Regions from separate parts of the Gossypium hirsutum genome. Here region 1 is linked to region 2. Evidence: chromatin contacts called from public Hi-C data. All regions are on one chromosome and are shown on one strand. The core of a region is the stretch at or near the end of the contact, and the rest is flanking DNA. Distances in the headings are between cores, read along the strand shown. Region 1 holds the start of LOC107887152 (calcineurin B-like protein 2). Region 2 holds the start of LOC121203073 (30S ribosomal protein 3, chloroplastic).

The links. A called contact is a pair of places that touch in the nucleus more often than the background predicts.
Region 1: a contact with region 2 is called in a Hi-C map of leaf, with 4 times the contacts expected there. The contact joins the promoter of LOC107887152 here to the promoter of LOC121203073 in region 2. A contact is called at or near these places in 4 of 34 Hi-C or Micro-C datasets (all in leaf).

What each region holds. Positions count from the first base shown.
Region 1 is chrA03:56,653,233-56,660,357 of Gossypium_hirsutum_v2.1, reverse strand. It overlaps LOC107887152 (calcineurin B-like protein 2), which reads left to right and starts at 4,920. Exons shown (of 9, transcript XM_041103838.1): 1 at 4,920-5,385; 2 at 5,560-5,613; 3 at 5,989-6,129; 4 at 6,543-7,125. LOC107887153 (DNA repair protein RAD16) reads left to right here. Exons shown (of 17, transcript XM_016811307.2): 9 at 231-300; 10 at 1,185-1,316; 11 at 1,545-1,758; 12 at 1,761-1,771; 13 at 2,389-2,493; 14 at 2,586-2,738; 15 at 2,982-3,070; 16 at 3,164-3,244; 17 at 3,319-3,534. The coding sequence ends at 3,388.
Region 2 is chrA03:56,118,199-56,124,879 of Gossypium_hirsutum_v2.1, reverse strand. LOC121203073 (30S ribosomal protein 3, chloroplastic) reads left to right here and starts at 4,386. Exons shown (of 1, transcript XM_041099147.1): 1 at 4,386-5,183. The coding sequence starts at 4,531. The coding sequence ends at 5,022. It overlaps LOC107887168, which reads right to left. Exons shown (of 5, transcript XM_016811331.2): 5 at 5,713-6,675. The coding sequence ends at 5,866.

The DNA.
Region 1 (7,125 bases), core at 3,671-6,170, 530 kb before region 2:
TCACTTGAATCTTCACTATTATGTTGTGGTACCGTCTATCCATCAAGGATATAGGCCATTCCCCATCACATCAAAATGGGGATTGTTCATATATTTTTTAGTGATATGAAAAATCTAGTTCAAGCTACGCTCAATGTTTTCTTAGATATATAATCATTAAACCATGGTTTTTCCTTTTATGGTATTAAGCTTTGTTCTTCTCTTTTTCTAATTTTCTGCTCTTCTTGCAGATATGTTCAAGCAGGAACTGTAATGAACAATTATGCTCACATTTTTGACCTCCTCACACGCTTGCGGCAGGTGAGTATATCTTTATTACTTCAATGGATGAAACATTCTTCTACTCTGTATTCTTTTATTCTTTTCCTATGTGGGTTAATGAAACAGTTAGGCATATCAAATAATTTATTCTTCTACTCTGTATTAATGATGGCCTGCAAGATATAATATTGGATCTGATAGTCTTACAAAATGATATGACAGCGTTATACTCATATAGGTTGAACCTCTTCCTAATTTGCTTACATATGCAAGCACATATTTTGGAATTTGGATTCGGTAGAGCATGAATAATTTTTAATCATAAAATCTCTTGATAATAAATGGCATATTCTTGAACCGATGGCTTTTTTGTATTGTTTCAATTGATTAGACTTATGCATGAATCCTATGTGTTTGTATTCCAAACTTCATAAGCTTTAATTCTAGTTGATGTTGCCTTTTTTTATGAATTTCAGTATGTGTAATTGTAGTCTGGATCAGAATTTTTTTTTTGTTATATATTTTATTATTTGTAGGTAATTTTCTAAAAGGTATTATTGAGTGAGGAAATATCCGTGAATTTTTGAAGATGATATGGTCACCCCTTCAAGTTGATACTACCAAAGGGATGATTAACACTTGGTCTCTGTATGGCACAGTGGAAAGATGTGGGGATGCCTGTCGCTGCCCTGGACCCCAGTGATTGAATGGCGTCCAGGTGGAACTGGGAGGTGCTCCCCACCGCAACTACACACTGTGCCATATGTGCACATTGATAATACCCAGACGTTGATCCTTTCACTATCATCCTTATCACCCATAGCAAATATATCCAGATTAGACCTTTATCTAAGAAAATGAAATACGGTATTCAAAATTTTTATGCTGATCTGTTAAACCGGTGTTTTTGTGCAAAATTCTAGGCTGTTGATCACCCTTACCTTGTAGTATATTCGAGTACTGCTGCACAAAGAGCTGGAAACATAGTCAATGGTGATAGGAATGATGATGAACAAGTTTGTGGCATTTGCAATGATCCTGCAGAAGATCCAGTGGTGGGTTACCCTTTCTGTTTGTTCTGTTTAGTATTTTCTTCCTTTAGTTCTTCCTGGCACCATAAGCATGTAAAGGTCAAAACAGTTACACTAATCCATCCTCCCGTGGTCATATTTGAGCAAATCTTAAGAATAAGATGTCATTAAAAAGATAAGAATAAAATAATCACTACAAATATGCAACCGTGAAAGCATTTTGTTTGAATGTCCTGATTCTGATTGTTTCAGGTTACTGCATGTGCACATGTCTTCTGCAAAGCTTGTCTGATTGATTTTTCTGCCTCCCTGGGAAATGTCTCATGCCCCTCATGCTCAAGATTACTTACTGTTGATCTGACTACGAATGCAGATGGAGGGCAATCTAGCAAAACAACACTGAAGGGGTTTAAATCCTCAAGTATTCTGAACAGAATTCAATTAAATGATTTTCAGACGAGCACTAAATAGAGGCTTTGGTATGACTTACTGGGATTCATTAATTGCTAAAAAGTTGCTAGACTATTTTGAGAGGATAACATCTGTACTATATACACAACCATGGTTTGCATTATGTCATTAATGGCTATTAGATATCTCTCCTTTATCATTATTGGCATGACTTTACTGGACAGTTTAGCAGAAACTTCTTATTAATGTGGTTAGAAATTTCCTCTGATAGCCTGCTTGGAGTTCCCATTTGGCTTGTTCTTCATATAGTAAATTCTTATGTAAACCCCAATGACTAGCAGTGTCTTTATTTGTAAACTATGTTTCTATCAAAGTCGTAAAACTTGGTATTTTGAACTTCAATATTGTCATGTGTAATGCTGCAGTAATTTTGTGTCACCTTTTAAATTCACAGCAGTGCTATTCATAATAGAAATTAGCAGCAGCTGCATTTCTTTGTCAATATAAGTGGATGATAACAAAGATAAATGACAGAACGTTATTGACAGTATTAGTGTTATTACTTTCACTGTTGAGTGATGATTATTATGACCTGTGGCAAATTTGCCTCTATTGCATGGCATATTCATATTGTTCACTGTTTATCTCTTGATCCTCTCTGCTAACAGAGTTTTCATAATTTTAGAGGGAAGAAATCAGATTCATGGTGGAAAGAGATGGTTCTGCGAAGGGAATTGTTTTCAGCCAATTCACATCTTTCTTGGATCTCATAAAATACTCCCTTCATAAGGTCTCTAAAATGAGAAACGAAACAAATTCTGTCATGGTTTCTTTGTGCAGATAAGAAAAGATGCTATCATAATAGATTGGCCTCTTTTGCAGTCCAGCATAAAATGTGTTCAACTAGTAGGGAGCATGTCCTTGGCTGCGAGAGATGCTGCAATTAAGAGTTTTACTGAGGATCCAGATTGCAAGATATTTCTCATGAGTTTGAAAGCTGGAGGTGTTGCCCTTAATCTCACAGTTGCATCACATGTAAGCAATATCTTATTGAATTCTTGTTTGGTTTAATCTCTGATATCTTTTGGGATCCATTTGCAAAAAAAAGGATTTATGGCATTACTCTCTCTTATTGGGATTACATTTTGTTTTAAATTTTGCAATTAAACGTTTCCTTATCTAAAATGAATGCTGTAGTGTTTAGGTTAAATTGGCTATTCCTTTGTGTACATTTCTTTTTCCTAAAGGCTTAAAATGGTAGACTTTGGACCTGATTAGGTTTTCTTGATGGACCCTTGGTGGAACCCAGCTGTGGAGCGCCAAGCACAAGATAGGATACACCGAATAGGGCAATGTAAACCAATAAGGTTGGGTTGTGATTGGAAGTTAATTTATAACAAAAATGTTAAGACTGGTTTGAGTTAATGAGACTAATTGCATCTTTTTTGGTGTGATGTTAGGATTGTGAGGTTTGTTATTGAGAACACAATAGAGGAGAGGATATTAAAGCTGCAAGAAAAGAAGGAATTAGTGTTTGAAGGGTAAGAGTTTAATTAGTTTTTGGTTAAATTTGAAGGAGTAATTTGAATGTTTAATGTGTTGTGGTGTTGTGTAGGACGGTGGGTGGCTCCACAGAGGCTCTAGGAAAATTGACGGAGGCAGACATGAGATTTCTATTTGTGTGAGCTGAGCTGGGTTGGGTTGGGTTGTTGAAGCCAAGTTCTAGTGAAATGTAAAATACTTCTCTCTTTTCTGTTTTTGCCTTGGGACATGTTATGTTTGGAACTTATATAGTTAATGCCATTATCTCTCTCAAAACTCATTGAATTTATCGACTGGCTTTTTGAATTTTTGTTCAAATAGTTTAGTCTTTTTTTGTAGATGATGTGGCATTTCATACCAACTTTTGAATTTTTTTAAGTATATAAAATTTTAATAAATCTAAAAAAATCAAATATATATAAATTAAAAGTTTCTAAAAAGCTATAAAAAATATTAACAATTTTAAAAAAAAGTTGTAGAAGTTTATAAAAAAAACTATACAAATTTTAATAAAATTTAAAAAATTACCAGGATAAGAAAGTAGAATTTGGATTTCAAAATTTTAGTTGGGAATTAAAATATTAAAATTTGAAGATTTTTAATTAATCTAAATTAAATGTTTGGATAATTCAACTTTAGATTTAGATTTTAATTAATTCTAAGTGTTAAAAATATATATAAATTTCTGAAATAAACCTGCTGGTGATTATTAAGTAAAAAAATAGAAGAGCTGTTACATCCACTAACCGTTGCAACGACTGGCTATCAGGAACGGTGCCATAATGGTTGTTCTGGGAAGAAGAAAAAAACAACAAAAAACCAAAACTAGACAACTTGAAAACAAACAAAACCACAGCCTAAAACTTTGAAAGATGAAACGACCTTTTACGAAATTTCGGTCCAATTTAAAGGTCATAATAGAGATGTGTTTAGTTTCTCTCAAGATTTAATAATGAGATCCAAATTTAAGTAATTAAAGTTAAACTTTAACTTATTCTTTTAAGATTTTATTATTAAAAAAATTTGAGAAAAAGAGTTGAAGCTTTAAGATGGTGAATTTTGGAATAATGATTAATTAGAAGAGATTAATTTTGTTCATGGGTCTAAATTCTCAATCTATGATAATAAGCTTATATGGAGAATGTTAACAAATTTAGACATTTCACTTCAAGGACCCTAATCAATCCCACAAGCTTAGGTGTTTTATATTGGATTTGAGTTTTAGGCTTATTATTTTATTATTATTTTTATTTTGAATATTTTATAATTATTAAGTATTTAAAGTTATTTAGGAGTTTTATATTAAGAATAAAGTTTTGTTTAAAATTATTTGTTGTTTAAATTAATTAGAGTTTTATTTAGATATACTTAACTAGCCTATATAAAGACTTCTTCATTATTCATTAAAGACACAATTGTGTTCATTAATCAAAGTTTTCAACTTTGGGAGAGTTTATTTTTTTGAGTAAGATTTCTTTCGTAATTTTTAGAAATAGTTTTTTCTCGATTTTCTTCAAGCAGTCGTGAGAATTTATTTTTCATCTTTAACAGAATTATTTCTTGAAGGATTAATTAGAGCTATTAAATGAATTTGTTAAATTTATATCTCAATGAGTTCAATTGAACTTCTATCTTTCTATCCTTCATTGCTATCGTTCCATCTTTCACTTTTAAACTTCATCTATTTATTTTTTTTATATATTATTATTATTTGTTGTTTGTTCTTAAATTTCTTCTTTTACTGTTTTTCACTTCTTTATTACTAAATTTATTTATTTCTTCTTTTCAAATCAGATACAAATCTTTCCTTATTGAGTTAAACAACATGAATTCAATCTGCTTTTGCCTTCATTCTGTGTCAACCAGCTAATCAAGCATCTGATCTCTCCATTCCCAGTGACTATGGCATCTTGACGATTTCTCCCATCTCGCTCCTTCAAATTTGACCACATCGGAGTCCCAAAGATAATCATTCCTTCGACGTAAAAAAACCTAATTCAATCCCTACCTTGCATGACCCTTCGATCCTTTTCTACCTCTACTTCCACCGTTCTTGGAGCTTCCTCTATCCAAAATCGAGGATCCCCGAATCTCTTTCCCTCCTCTGCTAGCAAATGAGCTGCACGATTCCTTTGATGAGGTATGAATCTAAACTCCATTGACTCAAAATTATCAGGCCTAAATTTAATCTCTTTTACCAAAACACTAATGGTCGATTTGTCTTCCTCAAGAGCCCTTAGTTTCTTTATAACAGCCAAGGCATTCCCCTTGACCACTACCTCTTGAAACCCTAACTCCTCCATAAAAATTACAGCTCTGAGACACGCCCTTGCCTTTGCCGCTGTCGAATTGCCATATTTTCATACGGGTAAGTACACGCCACAATCACTAATCCCTCATTGTTTCTAACTAATATGCCAGTTGTTGCCTTCTTTATTTATTGATGGAATGTGGTGTCAAAAATTACTTTCATTGTATCCCCAACTGGCAGTTCCCATGTGATATTATGTGATTGTTGAAATTGTGGTAATGCAAATTCCAAACTCTCCAACTCGTGCATGTTTGTCTTTACAAACACTACTACCCCTTTCACATTTCGGTTAACTACTTCATGGTAGATACTGTTTCGATTATGGTAAACCATAGTGCCCAGAAAGTGACCAACCATACTATGCATGTCTCCAACGTACTGTTTATGAATTCTTTAGCTAACCAGTGTTTCCAATTATTTTCATTGTTGGAGGAAAATGGCACCTTCAATTCTTGCAGAACTTGGACTGTGACTGGACACTCTCGAAACAAATGCTCAACTGAATCCTTAGCTCCACGACAGACAGGGTAGCAACTCACCACTGCCACTCTCCGAATCACAATATTACCAAGAGTAGGCAAAAGATTATTAGTAATTTTCCAGCATGTAATATTAATTTTACTAGCAACATTAAGGCTCCGTTTGTTTTCCTGTAAAAACTTTTTCGTAAAAGCTTTTTAGCCTTATCCTGTGTTTGTTTGGCTAAAAATGATTTTCCACTGTAAAACATTTTACAAAACATAAGAAAATGAGGTCTTTTTTGGGGAAAATCCCAGCATCAGAACTTTCTAAACGCTCTCTCCTTCTCCTTCCCCTTCCCTTCATTACGTCCCTGACCCAGGATTCATTTCTGTATAAAAAACAACCAGCAGTAATTTCGTTGACAAAAAGAAAAAAGCCCTAGCCATTTTTAGTCTTTTTAGAAATGAAACTCTCAACAATTTGGTGATTTTTTCTCTTCAATTTTTTCGTCTATTTCCCTTCAGCGACTTGCCAGTTCAAGCGAAACCAGTCGATTCAAGTTCCAAACTCAATTGTCAAAATAGACGGTGAGACAATTAACTATGGGAAATAATGAGAAATTGAGAACGGTTCTGGAATTATATGATTTGTTTGCTTGCTTCTTAGCAAAATGTAATAACATTTTTGTTTTCATATATTTGTTTTTCCCTCTGGTTGTTCCCCAATAATAATTGAAAAGAAACCTTTTTGAATCGATGTGAGATTAAAGTAGGTAGTTTTAATTAATTCCTACGCTTCAATAGATCTATTAAGTTGGCAATTTGGTTTGTTTGTATATTTTTTAAAATGAATTTTATTTTTTGTGGAATTGATTAGATGGGATCTTGATTAGGTTCAATTTGTGATGGAGTTAATGATTTTGTGTTTGAATTGGGCCTTTTGATCTGTTTGATTTTATGTATATTTGATTTTGAACTACTTTTTATTAGATTGTATGTTCTATACTACAATGCTGGAATGGATGTTAGCAAAGATGGGTGATTTGTGATCACCCTTAATTTTGTAAAATGGATGAAATGGTTAATTCTTTGTTTGGTAGGATTATTT
Region 2 (6,681 bases), core at 3,137-5,636:
TCAAAATTGAAAGTCGGAGTCCCACCACTCTCAACCTATTTTCAATTACAAATTAAAAATAATTTTGGTGACTTTTGAAAATATACAAATTATTTTTTATTTTAAAAAATATAAACTCTTATTTAAAAACGAAATGTTATTACTATTATTTTTTGCCGTCTGAGATAAACTAAAATGTAATTTTGAATTTATGTTGAGATATAGAAAAAAAATTAAGTTCAGAACTAAATTAAGCAAGAGGAATATTCAGAATTGGTATCTCATCAAATGTGTGTTGCATTAATTTTTAAAAAATATTAAGTTTAATTTAGTATTTAAATGTGATCTAATGAAATGATAATTTATGTACATATATTAGAGTAAATCATATTTTATTTAAAAAATAACAATATCTTTGAATACTTTTTTATTAATGCAAAAGCATCGAATTTTATTAGAAATATGAAGAAAATTTATTTACAAAGTGCATTCTATTTTTAATAAAGGTGGATTAAATCTCACCCAACACTATGAAAATTTCACGACCTATATTAAATCTAGATGTTGTCTTATGCAGTTAAGAACACTTCATGAGTATATTCTAAGCATGCGTCACATCGTATGATAGAAATTGCATTATTACTAATATAAATTAAATTAAATTGTGTGATACTCACAATATAGGTGAAAAAAATTATTATATGATAAGAATTGTATTATTATGCATCATATCATATGTTAAAAATATTCTTTTTAAATTTTATTTAATAATGATCGTACTAAACTTGTATTTTTTTATATATAAAATAAACATGTATTTTAATACTATTAAACACATGTTTGATCCTTAGATTTGTATTTTTTTAATTGTTTTATTTAAAGATAATATAAAAATATAGATAAACAAAAGTATTATCGTTATAATATTTGTACTAGCCCATTTTTGTCTGGGCTCGTAAAACAAACCCATCCCAAACTAAAAGCCCAATCAGTCAAACCCAACAACACCTAAAAACAACACAAAAAAAGAAAGAAAAGAAAAAAATCAGAAATTTCAAACCCTAGGTGCGCCGCACCTAGGGCCTTCTACCTTCAACCACCTTCTGCCACCGCCACTGTGGCCACCATCCACTTGCACCTGCAAAAATAAATATAGAAGTGACAGCAATAATATAAAAAAAAATCTCTTGTAAAATGGCTATATAAAAGCCTAGAAATCAGATTGTAAAGGGGAACTTTTTGGAATACAAAAGAAACTTACAAACAAAAGCAAAAACGGAATCAAGCGATCTACCAAGGTGTTTTTTTTTCTTTTTTTCTTTTTTGAATCTATTCATACGTACATATTTTTTTTCTCTTTAAAAAAATGATATATATATATAGGGATACATATATATTTAAAATAAAAATAAAATAAAAATTTTACCTTTTCATTTCCGGCGAACGACGTCAGGCCGATGATCGGACCTTGGCCGGATGCTGAAAGGGGGAGATAGTTTGAGAGGTTTTCCCTTTGTTTTTTTTCTTTTTTGAGAAGTGTTGAAAAATAAAAAATAAAAAATAAAAGAGTAAATTTTGGTTTAAATACTGGTACTAAAACGGTACCGTTTTGGGCTTTATGCCCCAGAATCAAAACGACGCCGTTTCATCTTCACCCGCATGCACAACTCGACTCGCCTGAAGGATCCACTCTTTTTTTTAAAAAGGGTTATTTACGCTTTAAGGCCTTCCACATTTTTGTCATGTCTTAATCTAATCTTTTTTACTTTTAATTTTTTTCCTTTAATTTCGACTTTGTTTCGATTTAGTCCCCCAAGGGACTGTGCGTTTTGGGACAAGGGATATTTCCCTGATGAGTCCCTCCTCCCTTACACGTGTCTCGTTTTAGTCCAAAATCCAGCTTTTCTTTCTTAATTTATCCCTTAAAGTTCATTTCTTTTATTTTGGTCCCTTTTTATTCTTTTTGCTATTTCATTAACTAGTTTAATATTATTGTTACTATAATTATATTTATGTTTTCATGCTCACTTATTTGCTATTATTATGTTAGTAACTTTGTATTATTATCACTATGATCGTTATTACTAATTTTTTTTATACTATTGTTGTTATTATTATTCCTGATTTTATTATTAATAATGTATTATTGTTATTTTTTATTTTATTATTACTATTATCTTTTTTAAATTGCTGTTACTATTATTTATTTTACTATTTAATATATTATTATCACCCTTTTATTATTATTACTATTGTATTAAATTACTATTATTATTATTATATTTTTTTATTACTATTACTATATTATTTTATTTTTATTTTCTATTATTATTATCATTATTATTAATACTAATATTAATATTCTTATTATTACTCTTATTATTATCATTAGTATTATTATCAATATTATTATTACTATCGTTTTTGTTATCATTGTCATTTTTATTTTGTCATGTTTTATATATATATATATTTATTTATGTACTTATATATTTGCTTATTTCATTTTCTTTATGCATTTGTTTTATTTTATTTTTATTACTAGCCTTGCTTTTATTTCATCTTTTTATAATTGCTCATATTATTGTTATTGATATTGTCGCACCTATTATCATGCTATTATACGTATTAGTACCATAATTTGCTTTTATATTTCACTATAAATCACGTCATATTTTTTCTCGATACATTAAAATAATTTTTTCATAAAAGCAATATTCCATATTTAGAAATTCCAAAAAATCGTGCCCTAACTTACTAGATTTCGATTTTTCTTATTTAATCTAAAATAATGAAATATTCTTTTAAAATCACAACACGAGTTTTGAATAAAATACTTATTCTCGGAGATACGATGTGTTGTGTCCTAACTTATTGGATATGATATCTTGATACCCCGAGATAAGATTTTTGCAAACAAAGGTAATATTCGATATTTAGAAATTCAAGATATCGTGCCCTAACTTACTGGGTTTCGATTTTTCTCGTTTACTCTAAATAATCGGATACCCTTTTAATAGGTTAAAATACACAAATTTTAAATAAAAGGCAAGCTCGTTCTCGAAAATTCAAGATGTTGTGTCCCAACTTACTGGATGTGACATTTTATTATTTCGAGACGAGAAGATCTTTAACATTCAAGTGTTTCTACAAAAAGAGGGATCGTATTTTAAAGTCTTTCAAGTTTTCAAAGTTTCGACACTAAGACACTAATTAATCAACTAGGTACCAATTTTTGGGCATCACGAGGGTGCTAATCCTTCCTCGTACGTAACCAACTCCCGAACTCATTTTTTGATTCTCGTAGACCAAAAATTATCGTTTTAGTAAATCTTAACTTTTATTAAAATGATTAATTTAAGGTGACCCGATCACACCTCATAAAAAAGGATTGGTGGCGACTCCCATTGTTTGTTTTCATTTTCAAAATCAAAGTCGACCCCGTTTTCTAAAAAAATAGTTTCGACAATATTAATTATATCCTTTTTTTAAATATTTTTATAATTTAATAATTAAATTGGTGAACAATTAAAAATAACACTAACTCAATAAAATATTTAAATATAAGTATAAGTTTAAATAATATAAAATTCACCTGCATATATCAAAATTGGGTTCCACTATATTGAAATTAAAGTTTAAACATAAACAAGCATACCGATATGTTTCTTTATTAAAATAAATGGCGTTAATTTAAGATAATAAGTAATGTAATTTATGAGCACCATAACTTGTATTTAGAGGAGTTTATTGGTAGGTTATCTCCAGTTTAAGCGTAATATTAATATATTTTATATTTGTTTAAGTTCAGTTTGACCAAAAATTTGAATTTAAAATTTTGCTCAAACCCGTCCATATTTGTAAAAGACTAACCCAAACTTATTTTAGACTCGTCCATATTATTTTTTTAATTTAAAAAAACTTATATTATATTATTTTAATATTTAATAATTTTATACATTTTTTTATTTATTGAATTTTTTATATAGTCACCTTAACATTATTTTAATATTTACATTAGAGTATAGGTTTATTTTTTTTATTGAGTTCTAAATTTCATAATATATAAAAATAACATAATATAAATATTATAAACTTAAAACGGATCGAGCCGAGTCAGGTTAGGCTTTTGAATGTTTAAAGCCCAAGTCTGACCCATATTTTAAACGGAATTAATTTTTTTATTTAAGCTCATTTTTTAGACTTATTATTTTTGTCTAAATCCTCCTAAATTTTAAACAGAACTTTGGGCTTAAATGAATAACCGACCCATGAACAGATGTATCGTATTATAACATAATATAGAGCGCTCATTTGGTTAAGACATACATATATGTTAATAACAAATTAAAAAGAAATTTGAAGAAGAAATTATATCAAAGTATAGAGCTAAGAGGTTAAAGGAGCAAACCGAGTATAATTAAAACATAGGATCCAATCCAAGCCAATGTCCTCCTATTCCTACCATTGCCCCATATCCCTTATCCTTTCTCCACAAAGCAGCTTTTAAGACTCGCATCGTCACATCTCTCTCTCATTCTGCAATACAAAATGTTATCCATGGCTACTTCATCTACACTCCATACTACTTTCACTTGTCATTCCTTTCGTTATCAGAAATCCTTTAACACCCCCTTTTGCCTTAACAAAAATCCCATTTTGAAGAAAACAATCAAAACTCCAACACTAACTGCTTCGGCTGCCACGGAAGCTGTCACTGAGACTGAAACACCATCCGACTTCATCATTCCTCAGAAACCTGAGGTGGTGGTCAAGCAAGTTGGAAAGCCAAGACTGGTTTTGAAATTCATATGGATGGAAAAGAACATCGGGCTTGCCCTTGATCAAGTCATACCGGGCCACGGCACTGTTCCTCTAAGTCCATATTTCTTCTGGCCAAGGAAAGATGCCTGGGAAGAGCTCAAGGCCACTCTAGAAAGTAAGCCTTGGATTTCTCAGAAGAAGATGATTATCCTTCTCAATCAGGCCACTGATATCATCAATCTATGGCAGCAAAGTGGTGGCAACCTTGCCCAGAGCTAGATGTGCATTTCTTTATATAATTTTTTTTTGTCTTAGCTATGCAAAATGGCCTCGGTTAATCAACTGAATTTGAGAATGTTTGGTTTGAAACCTCTTAGCTCTGAACTAAGATATGAATTGTTGGTTTTAATACGATAACAAACACTGCTGAATTGTTGGTATTTCCCTAGTGATCCACATATTTGTAGATTTTTCATCCTTGTTAGATATGAATCTTTACCAAGTTAGTTTTTTTTCATGATCATTACATGTCATTGATGTAGATGGTATACGAATTTGATGCTAGTTTTTATAGAATTACCTTAGCTTTGTATAATTTTACCAGCCAAAGCATTGTCGAGGAAAATCTATTTAGTTTGGGTAGCCTGTGGAGGTAGATGCAAACATGCATTTGCCTAGGTGTCTTTAACTTGTACTGATTGAAGATAAATGAAATAATGTTTCTGCTAAAAGGACAATATTTCATCTTCTTGTTCAATATTGCAACTTAATTTCATCTTCTTCCCCTTTTGGGGATTTATATTTAATGCACTCACATAACCATGAGTCCCTTATTTTGGTTCCACGATTTCTCTTGTGTGTAGTCATTAAGCCTATGCAAGTTGTGTTGCATTCTGGTTTTTTCCTTGCAGGATGATACGTACTTGCATGCTAAGGCAAGGTAGTATAATTATGTTTGGGAACTTCGACTTGTTTTCCAACATATTTTTCTTCGAAAATAATTCCAAAAATGTTAACATCGAGTTTACGTCTCAAGAAAATAAACAAACAAGGGGAAACAAACAAACAAACTTATAGACCCGACTGATACCATAATGCAACTCGCCAAACTTCAAAATGAAATCAGTATACTGATGCCCCGCAGCAGCCACGAACTTGTCTAGTCCTTACAGAAAACGGCGCCTTATTCATGGTAAAGGGTCGTTTACCTTTCGTCCCAGAACTTTGAGCCACATGTTCTGTGGGGATTTCGGGTACAGCCTCCACCTTCAAGCCAGCACGAAGGCTTGAGGGGATTTGCTTATCAGATGAGTTCTGAAACATCAGTGCAGTTTTCTCTGTGTACTCGTAATTCTCATCTTCATCTTGGACCTTGACTTTAAACATGCTTGTGTTCATATGAAAACTGGAATCATGGGAATCGTAATTCTCATCGTCGCTCTCATGAATGGCTACTTCCTTTTCCAATAGCTTGATAGGGTCCACTTCATCCAACGACATTGTCCTAATGTCCAGGTTTCCTTGTGATGAATCTTTACTTGAAGAAGGGCTCGAAATCTTGATTTCTGGTGTCTGTTTCAAGTCCTCTGCTTGATTGCCTTGTTGAGTTTCTTTATCTTCAGAATTTGGTTCCTCTCTCTCAAGCACTCTTTTTCTTTGACTATTGGGACTGTTTTGATCATCATCATGATCATCATCATCAGGATCATGGAAATCAGAACGAGAGAGTTCCACGGCTGCTCTTGCTGCTGTGGCCGCATTTGCAGCAGACTCAAAGGCTGCTTGAGCGGCATCAGCTACATCCTTATATTTTTTCCTTGCTTTTGTTGAATCAGAGAACTCGTTGTCATCTCCTAGGACTGCATGGTTACTTGCCTTACCTATTGTGCCTAACTTGGGCTGGCTATGATTCTTGCTTCCGTCCAAATTTTCCTGCAT